2 separate regions of the Mus musculus genome follow, and region 2 is linked to region 1. The links are chromatin contacts, called in public promoter capture Hi-C maps. All regions are on one chromosome and are shown on one strand. The core of a region is the stretch at or near the end of the contact, and the rest is flanking DNA. Distances in the headings are between cores, read along the strand shown.

Region 1 (4,710 bases), core at 2,052-4,551:
TACATAGTGGATTCCAGGCTATCTAGGACTACACAGTAAAAATCTATTACAAAAAACATAAATGAAAATGTAAAGATTGATATATACTCATAATCTATTACGATACATTGTATTTCAAGCTCTTGAAGGGGAGGGCATTTTGAAAGTATTAGCTCGGTTGGTCTGTTGCTCAGCTGTAGGGCATTTGCCTTGAATGTACAAGGCTCTTGGTTCAATCTACAGATTGAACAACAAAAATCACACAGCAAAGATGAAATCATTAACTCAAGGTAGCCACGTGTGTCACAGTGCTGGGACGTCTAAGGCAGGAGGACAATGTCCAAGGCCGAACCACAACATAACTACAATAATACAAAACTAAAAATTGAAGCTTAAAAGTTCCTTTATTTTATTCATTTGAGTTCAGAGACAGCAAAAATGATTCTTAGGGAAAGAAACAGGAGGGAAGGAAGGAGAAAGGGACAGGGGAGGAGGGAGAGAGGCAGGAGGAGGAGGGAGAGAGAGGCAGGGGGAGGAGGGAGAGAGAGGCAAGGGGAGGAGGGAGAAAGGGACAGGGAGAGGAAGGAGAGGGGAGGGGAGGAGGGAGAGAGAGGGAGTAAGGACAGGCAGGGGAGGAGGTTAAGAAGGACAGGAGGAGGGTGAGAGGGAAAGAGAGAGGAGGAAGAGAGGGAAAGGGGAGAAGAGGCACAAAGAAACAGCTATTTACCAGAATAAGATGACAAAGCAAAAACTTAAATAACTCATAAAATATCACCCCAAAATAATATAAATTCAAACACAGACTCTCACTGTGTCATGCTGGTGGCCTCCAACTTGTGGTTGTCTGCTTCACTTTCCCAGGCACTGGGATTACAGATTTATATCACTCAATGATTTCTCTGCCTCAGTTCCCAAGTCCTGGGATTCCAGGTGTGTCACCCATGCAACTACTGCTTCTGAGAATACAGCTGAGTATTTACCATGAAGTGGCCAAGTGATTTCCCTTTTCCAAAACAAATGCCTTGCAGTTACAACTAAAAATCTGTTTCTTATTTTCCCCAGAATAAGTTGTAAATAAATTGCTAGACCAGGGGAAATTGAGAGAGCAGGGGAAAGAGAAAAAAAATTAGTGTATGTCAAAATAAAATGCACGTGTCCTCTAACCTAGAGCACACGACCTTACCTCTCAGTTCTTGGGACTGCAGGTATCTGCCACCAAGCCCAGCACAATATAGAAAGCTTGAAAGGATCACATACCTCCAAACATCCAGAAGCTTGTTGCCGCTTTTTAAAACAATGTGGAGAATTCTGAATGTTTATAGATCAGATATCACATGCATCATTTTATGTATGTATGTATGTATGTATTTTTGTGGTGCTGGGAATTGAACTGGGGCTTCATACATGGTAGGCAAGTATTCTATTCCTGAGCTATATCCTCAGCCAGTTCTTGATTTCCTTCTTTTCTTTTGTAAAGACAAGATCATGTGGTTCAGGCTGGCCTACAACCTACTATGTGACCGAGGCTGACCCTGAACTCCTAATGCTCCAGCTTCTATCCGCAGAGAGCTGGGATCAAAATCAAGTGAGCTACTGCACTCAGTTTATGTGGTACTAGGAACTGAACCTAGGGGTCTGTGGATAACACACAAACACTCTATCAACTGAGCTGAATACCCAAATAACTCTATTCTTTAATTTTCTTGATTGAATCTAATAATATTTTGCTTTCAGTAAGACAATGTCCTAATCTAGGTGGTACATTACCAAGTATTTAACAGTCAAGTGTTGTATCTATTATTGTTTATTCGGAGATAGGGGTATAACTATGCAGACTGGACTGGCCTGAAACTATGTAACTATCCTGGCATAGAAATCATGTTCTGGGGCTGGAGAGATGGCTCAGTGGTTAAGAGCACTGGCTGCTTTTCCAGAGGTCCTGAGTTCATATCCCAGCAACCACATGGTGGCTCACAACCATCTACAATGAGATCTGATGCCCTCTTCTGGTGTGTCTGAAGACAGTGACAGTGTGGTCACATATATAAAATAAATAAATCTAAAAAAAGAAAGAAAGAAAAGAAAAGAAATCATGTTCCTATTGCTCCAACTCCTGAGATCACTGCTATGTGCTACCATGTTGCCCTTTATTTTCAGTTTACATCTTAGCAAACAAGTCACCATACAATATATCTTGCTGGGGAAAGAGTAGACACGGACTGCTGCAAGAGGTGACTGCAGCATAACAGATACTGGACCATCAAATATGCTAGTACGTCTAAGTTTTTTTTAAAAAGAGAAATGGGGGGGGGGGGATTGTTGGGGAGAGAACACTAATTTATCAATCTTCTTAATAGTTAATTCTATGATTTTTAATAATCTAGCTTTCCACATTTCTTCTGTGAGCTCCAAGCAGTTTAGTGATGAACAGATCTAAGAACGAAGAGAAAAGTATGTGTATCACGCACAAGGCCCTGAATGGACCACTAGCACAGAGAGATAAAGGGATGAGGAAACAAACACAGGCCTAGGAACTTTGGAGGTGGAAAAAAGCTCACTATTATTGTTTGTTAGGTTTTTGCTTGTTTGTTTTTTAATAAATACAGTATTTCACCACGTAGCACTGGTTGGCCTGGAACTCATTTTGTACACCAGACTAGCCAAGAACTCACAGAAATCCTTTTGCCACCTGTGTGCCGTGAGTAAAGGCTTGCCCGCTAGGTTTTTATGAATGGGCTGGAGGTCTACCAATGTTTATATTCTCTCAAGAAAGACGTACATTCGAAGTAACTAAGAAATTTGTCTCTGTATCTGAAACTAATGGTCAAAATAAAACACGCACTCACTAAATAAAGTACAATCTAACAATATGAATTAAGTTCTCACCCCGACATTCGTCTCTAATATTTTTTTAAAAGGGAATACGGCTTTTTCCAAAAGCGACCTTTCACTGAGTGCTCACCAGAGGCGCTGAAATCGCAAGGTGTATGGCGCTGATCACTCCAACTACTCCGGCAAAATTTCATTTCTGAGGAGAAAAATAAAAGAGCCTTTCGCACAGAATTTGCTTGGGCGGCTTTTGAAGAGCAGCATCGTAGCCGCAGCCATCGCCAGGCCCGCCCTCTGGGCACTTCCCCAGCCTGGCGACTGACAGCCAGAGAGGACTCAGGCTTGGCCGCGCCCGGAGGCGCCGTGGCAAGCGGAGCAGAGCTCTGCACTCTCGTTCTCTATCTCCCCCTCCGCCTCCAGGTAGTCCTTGTACCGCAGAACTCACGAATGCCAGGCAACTCCGCAACTCTTCAGTGCAGATAAGAGCCGGAAGAGACGGGCGCGGGCATGACGTCACTTCCGCTCGCGCTCGGTCTGCTGCAGAGCCAGGCCCGGGAGTCTACCTCGGTTGAATTCCTGTCAGATTTCTAGTTTCTCCGCAGTGTCAGGGCGGAGGGGCTGTAAGGGCTTCACCGCGGGAGCTGGAGGCCGACGCTGGTCTCCAGGACAAGACAGAATTAGAATCCAGGCTGTGAGCCGGGCAACGGTGGTGCCAGGACCAGTAAGTCCTTTAACCACAGGGTTTCTTGTGGGTACCCAGCGTCCGCTCAGGAAATTTTTTTGCCTGCCATCGCTGCATTCTTAGAACCCTTGCTTTCTAGTGCACCCTAGTCCAGTAGGAAACAGAAGGCAGTCTCGCTTCCGTAATCATCTAGACCTCTCAAGATGTTGAAATTGTATTTCGTAGGCTGCGACCATAAAGGGTGCTTCAACAGATTTACCCTACCTAAGCCCATTCCACCAGCCTCAGGAGCCCAATGGAAATAACTGGGTTTCTGACTGAGAATCCTGAAGTAGTTACTGGGTGGGTCTTGAACTCGTCTTAACCGCGTATCTGCATCTTTCCCAGCAACTGTTTTCCCAAGTCCCCGGTTCTATTGAATGCCCTAAGCAAACAGTAAGCTCAAATCCGGGTTTTTGTCATCTCAAGTCACAGGAAAAATGCCCAGTCACTCAGATTCGACACTCCTGGTTACTGATGGTCCCTAATAACATGAATGAAGAGCCAGTTTAACCACGCAACAGTTGAGAGGCTGAAAACTGTAATGTTACTAGGCTGAATTCTGCTGACATCTGTTGGTCAATGCGAGTCAAAGAGAAATGAAGCTATAATCACTTTCTGACGAAAGTAAAAGCATTTATGGCCCTGATCTATTACAGGATGCAAGATCAGTTTGTCAAGAGACCCATTTACCCTCTCTGCCATGAACTTGCTCAACCAGGGGCTTGCGTTGCTTCAGAAACAATATGCCAGTATGACTTCTCAGTGAAAAGGCAGACTTTCTTACTGCACACTTAGAGCTCAAGGAAAAGCTCTTTACTAAAGCACATGGCCAAATATGAGTTGACCTCAAATGTAATTATATATACCTTAGAGTTAGGCATTTTACACACACTCATCCTTAAAACCTCTAGGTCCCAGCCCCTGATTAGACTTTGAACAATTTAAGAGACAGGAGACTACAAGTCTAGCCACTTGGTCAGATGGGTTATTTACACAAAAATATTGCCAAGATTATTTAAGTACACCAGTGTTGTTCTTTTCAAATAGATCTGACCCAGGGTCATGTTGCCCAGCTGGCAAAAAAAAAAAAAAATTTTTTTTAAAGAAAGGAACTGGGGTGTGGGCTGGAGAGATGGTTCAGCGGTTAAGAGCACTAACTGCTTGTCTTAGTGTCAGGG
Region 2 (4,680 bases), core at 819-3,318, 870 kb before region 1:
TGTGTTTAAATGAAGCTGAAAATTGTCCTTTCAAATTTTGTGAAGAATTTGTTTAAAATTTGATGTGAATTTTACATTGAATCTAAAGTTTGCTTTTGGTAGGACCATTATTTTTACACAGTTCTATTTGTTACTTACCTTATTGTTGTGACAACATAAATAACAAGAAGTAACTTAAAATTAAAGAGTTATTTGGGCTTATAGTTTGAGAGGATTCAGTCCATTCTGGTTGGGAAATCCTGGCAGTAGGGGATAAAGCAGCTTGTCATATTGCATCTGCTGTTAAGAAGCACTGAGCAAATGGAACCGGAATCAGACTCTCAAACCTCAAGACCTACCCACTCTAGTGACTCTATCAAAGTTCCAGTTCCTAAAGGTTACACAGATTGCATAAACAGATGTCCCTGTATTGGTCAGCTACATAAGCTTGTGGCTACAATTTTACCTTCAAACAGCAACAGAGTTACAGCAAGAGCCTGGAAATCATTGCTGTATGTCTCAGATGCTACCTGGTAACATTTTTGACTCTCAGTGTGGTAGATGCTAGTGTTAAATTGACCCATTCAAGGTAAAATGAGTAATATTTTGTGAATTAGTGAATGCAGGTTGACAAATAGAAGTATAAAAATGTTGACTGCTACTATCTGAAATTTCCCTACTGCCAAAAAAAAAGAAAGAAAGAAAGAAAGAAAGAAAGAAAGAAAGAAAGAAAGAAAGAAAGAAAAGAAAGGAAAAGAAAAAAAGGAAAAGAAAAGAAAAGAAAGGAAAAAGAGAATACAAATGTATACTAACTTTGAAGATTCTTTAATCTTTAATAGTATCATGATTTTCATGGTCCATGCTGAGAGGATAGGTTGATAATGCAGAAATACTATGGTTATGAGAACTTTATAACTTCATGTGAAGTTCAAATACTATCATAAATCAAATTAACTTAGGCAATTTCCAGTATCCTCAGTTCATTTCATTGCCCATCCCTATATCTGGCTGAACAACCTTTATGAAATTCTTTAACATATATTATTAAGACATGAATAATCTTAATCAATCCTAAAAACTTACAATGCTATAGATAGCAACACAGATACACAGCAGAGTTTTTTGTCCTACTTTTCTGCAAGATATTAATCTATCACCCATCATATTTATTAAATGCCTTGATCTTTCACTCTTTTCATTCTATGACTAATAAAATCCCATGTGTGCAGTTCCTTGGCAAAAATTTGTCTTTTGTCACACCCTCAGTTGGTGTTTCTGGGTCATGGTCTTTGGTATTTGTTTGTGAACAAATTTATCTGCGGCAAGAGTAGTTTTGTGTTGACACCGATTTTGAAACGAACAAGTTGATAAAGCTGCTATATTTGAGGTTAGGTTGGGTGTGTTTTCAGTATTTAAATATGTGTCTAAATATCTTAAGTAAGGCAGTGTAGTTTTGGGGGTATAGGTATGGGTTATGGGTTATAGTGATTGCATACAATATTTAAAGTAGGAAGAGTGACTGCTAACAGGTTCAGGTTGATGATCTTAGAAAGAAGAACAAGCTGAAGGCAGGCCCATAAGATGATGTGGTGCAATTAGAACTTGGAAAAAGCATATATATACATATATACATATATACATATATACATATATACACATATACACATATACACATACACACATACACACATACACACATACACACATACACACATACACACATACACACATACACACATACACACATACACACATACACACATACACACATACACACATACACACATACACACATACACACATACACACATACACACATATATATATTCTACTTGAGCATCCTTGTCAGGGCCGTCCAACTAGAAACTACATTTCCCATAAACCCTTGTCAGGGCCGTCCAACGTAGAAACTACATTTCCCATAAACCATTTCAATCTCATTTAGAAGCAATTAATCGGTTTCGCGAGAGTTCCTAGTTCACCAAGAATGCACGGCTCATTAAGGTTATCAAACTCCATTTCCCAAGATGCACGCCGTGAAGGTTTCACGTTATAAAAGGCTTATGAAGTTTCGCGAGATTTCGAAGACGGACGTGAAGTAGAAGCCATTGCTTCGGGGAGCTAGTGGAAGTCACATGTGCGAAAGGATAGTTGGGGTTTCCCCTGTGTTTGGACCCTCCTGTTCCCCGAAGCGTTCTGAAGCATTCCGGGGCCTTGCGTGAACTTCTAGTTCTTCCGCCTTAGCCGCGGAGACTTCCGCTTCCTGGATTCCACCCTCAGTCTGGTAAGCCCGTGGTTCGTCACTTAACCCGTTAGCTCCAGGAAGCGGAGGGCTGTGGCCGGGATGAGGACAGCAGAAACCTTAGGAGGCGTGCCTTGAGGTCCCCATCCTGGCGACCCAGGAGAGGTTTTAAAATATGTAGACCAGGATGTTCAGGGGTGTCGGAATGACAGTGATTGCTCTTAGCATGGGTTTCCTTCCTAAAACTATCATTGATATGTGCACACCTTTTTCTTTTTGTTATTGTGAAACTTGCCTAATACCTTTTCTATTATGTTAAATCATCAGTTGCTTTATGCGTTTGTTGGCTGACAATCCTCATGTGAATAAATTACTTGTAAACATAGTTGTAATTTAATTTGAAAGTTAATCTAATTAAATACTTTGAACTTTTTCCATAATATTTTTCCAAGCTTTTATATAAAAGCCACAACTTCAATAAACATATAATTAAAGATAATTAAAGATAGCAATAGCTATGTTTTTTGCAGAGGCCAAATTTTTGTTTGTAGTCTACAAGGTGACAATGGTATCCGTAAGTAATAAACATGACTTTAGAAGTTAGTGATGATGGTTACACAATAATGAACATGATAGGTGCCAGGGAAATTGAACACTTAAATTTTAAATAAAATGGCAATTTTTATATTATGAAAAAATATTAAAACGATGACCATTTAGTGAATTTATAAGCTAGATTATGATGGAGATCATTAAAGACTCGTGTGCTCTTGTTATAGTACATATTTTCTCTCCCCTATAGTGAAATATGTGGATTTTGCTGTTCCCCCAATACTATTATGTATTTTAATGAAATCATTTTTCTACTGATCCAAGTATCCCATTGCACCAAGTATCTTAAACTCAAAAGGTAGTCACTTTTCAATAGTGTCACACCTTATATTTTAAAATGAGATGTAAAACCCAGATGCTGCATTTCTCTCTCCAAGGTGTGTTGGGTCTGTATTTTAGTCTTTAGAATATTGACATTTTTATGCCATTAAATTTTATAGTTAATCTGTTTATATAGCTGAGCAATTTGATTTTAAGTGTATTTTCTTTTTTTTTCCTCTCAACCTTTTTTCTACTTGTTTTTTTTTTTTTTTTAATTTTTTATTAGGTATTTTCTTCATTACATTTCAAATGCTGTCCCAAAAGTCCCCTATCCCCCACCTTAGAATTCTGTGGTTCATATTGTTGTTCCTTACCTGTGTTTTCAATAACATTTTCTTCAAGCTGTTATACTTTATGAATTTGAGATCAAGATTATTTCTAAAATATATATTTCTACTAATTTAGTACAGTATTTGGATGTTGTTCATAGGCAGTTCTGTCACCTGACTAAAATAAGTAAATATGCTTCCTTTTAATTATACACATTTGTTATATCCTGGTTTGGATGGAGATTTGAAATATTGGTAGTGAGTTTATCTAGCACAATCATAGATGACCCTGCTTTCCTTCTGACTCTTAAGTAAAATTGGCTTCCCATATGCTGGAATTTTTTCTATTTTTATGTCAAGGAACTTGTCTTTTTCTGGAGGTGTTTTGTTTTTTGTTTGTTGTTTTTAATTTTGTTCATCTGTTTGTTTTTATCGTCCTTTTCTTTTCCTTCTGTATTGCTGTACTCTTCTATTGTGTTTTCTTTTTTTCTGCTCTTTTTTCCCCTGCTGTATTTCAGGTGAATTGAAATATCTTGTGCTTGACCAATATAATGCTGGTATATCGAGTGAATAAGCAAATAATGGAGTTTTTGTTTTTGTTTTTTTTCAAGCATAATGGAATTAGGACAATTGACTTTTCAGTAGTAACTAAGTTTAGAAAGGACACATTTTCCTGACATTAGGAACTTCTTGCTGCGTTTGCTTGTTTGTGTGTGTGTGTGTGTGTGTGTGTGTGTGTGTATGTGTGTGTGTGTTTTACTGTTAAGTTTTCCTTTTCTATTTCAGGCTCATGCCAGCCATCTTCCCAAAACATGTCAGAGGCTTTTTCCCTCTAAATTCTGGAATATTTTGGGTAAGGATATCACTGGACATGTTGGTAGACGCCTACAATTTCAGCACTTAGGAAGTAGATGTAGGAGAATCAGAAGTTCAAGGACAGTGTGTACTGTATGCATGTCTAGTTATAGGCCAACTTGGGATGCATAAGACCCTATCTGATAAGAACTAAAAAGGGGTCCATTAAGATGGCTCAGTGGATGAAATCATTTACAGAGCAGGTGTGACTTACCACTTGAGTACACACGTCAAATCCCATCACTCCTTTAAGGAAAATGGAAGGCTCACACAGTAGAATATGGACGAGAAGCAAGTGTATATGGGGGCGTGCAACTGTTCTAGAAAGCACAACATGGCAGAAATAACAATGACCCTAAACCAACATGGTGGATATACAGACCTCGTTCTCAGTGATTGCAA

The links. Capture Hi-C pulls out chosen DNA fragments and counts their contacts.
Region 2: a contact with region 1 is called in a promoter capture Hi-C map of liver, with 2.3 times the contacts expected there. The contact joins the promoter of Zfp317 here to the promoter of Zfp426 in region 1. A contact is called at or near these places in 6 of 39 promoter capture datasets (the 3T3-L1 cell line, the C10 cell line, embryonic stem cells and 3 more), 5 of 115 datasets of contacts at active chromatin or transcription factors (Th17 cells, astrocytes, extraembryonic endoderm stem cells and 2 more) and 2 of 9 other capture datasets (adipose tissue and liver).

What each region holds. Positions count from the first base shown.
Region 1 is chr9:20,489,445-20,494,154 of GRCm38.p6, forward strand. It overlaps Zfp426 (zinc finger protein 426), which reads right to left and starts at 3,302. Exons shown (of 9, transcript NM_001110309.1): 1 at 3,254-3,302; 2 at 2,942-3,007.
Region 2 is chr9:19,620,023-19,624,702 of GRCm38.p6, forward strand. It overlaps Zfp317 (zinc finger protein 317), which reads left to right and starts at 2,069. Exons shown (of 9, transcript NM_172918.4): 1 at 2,069-2,263.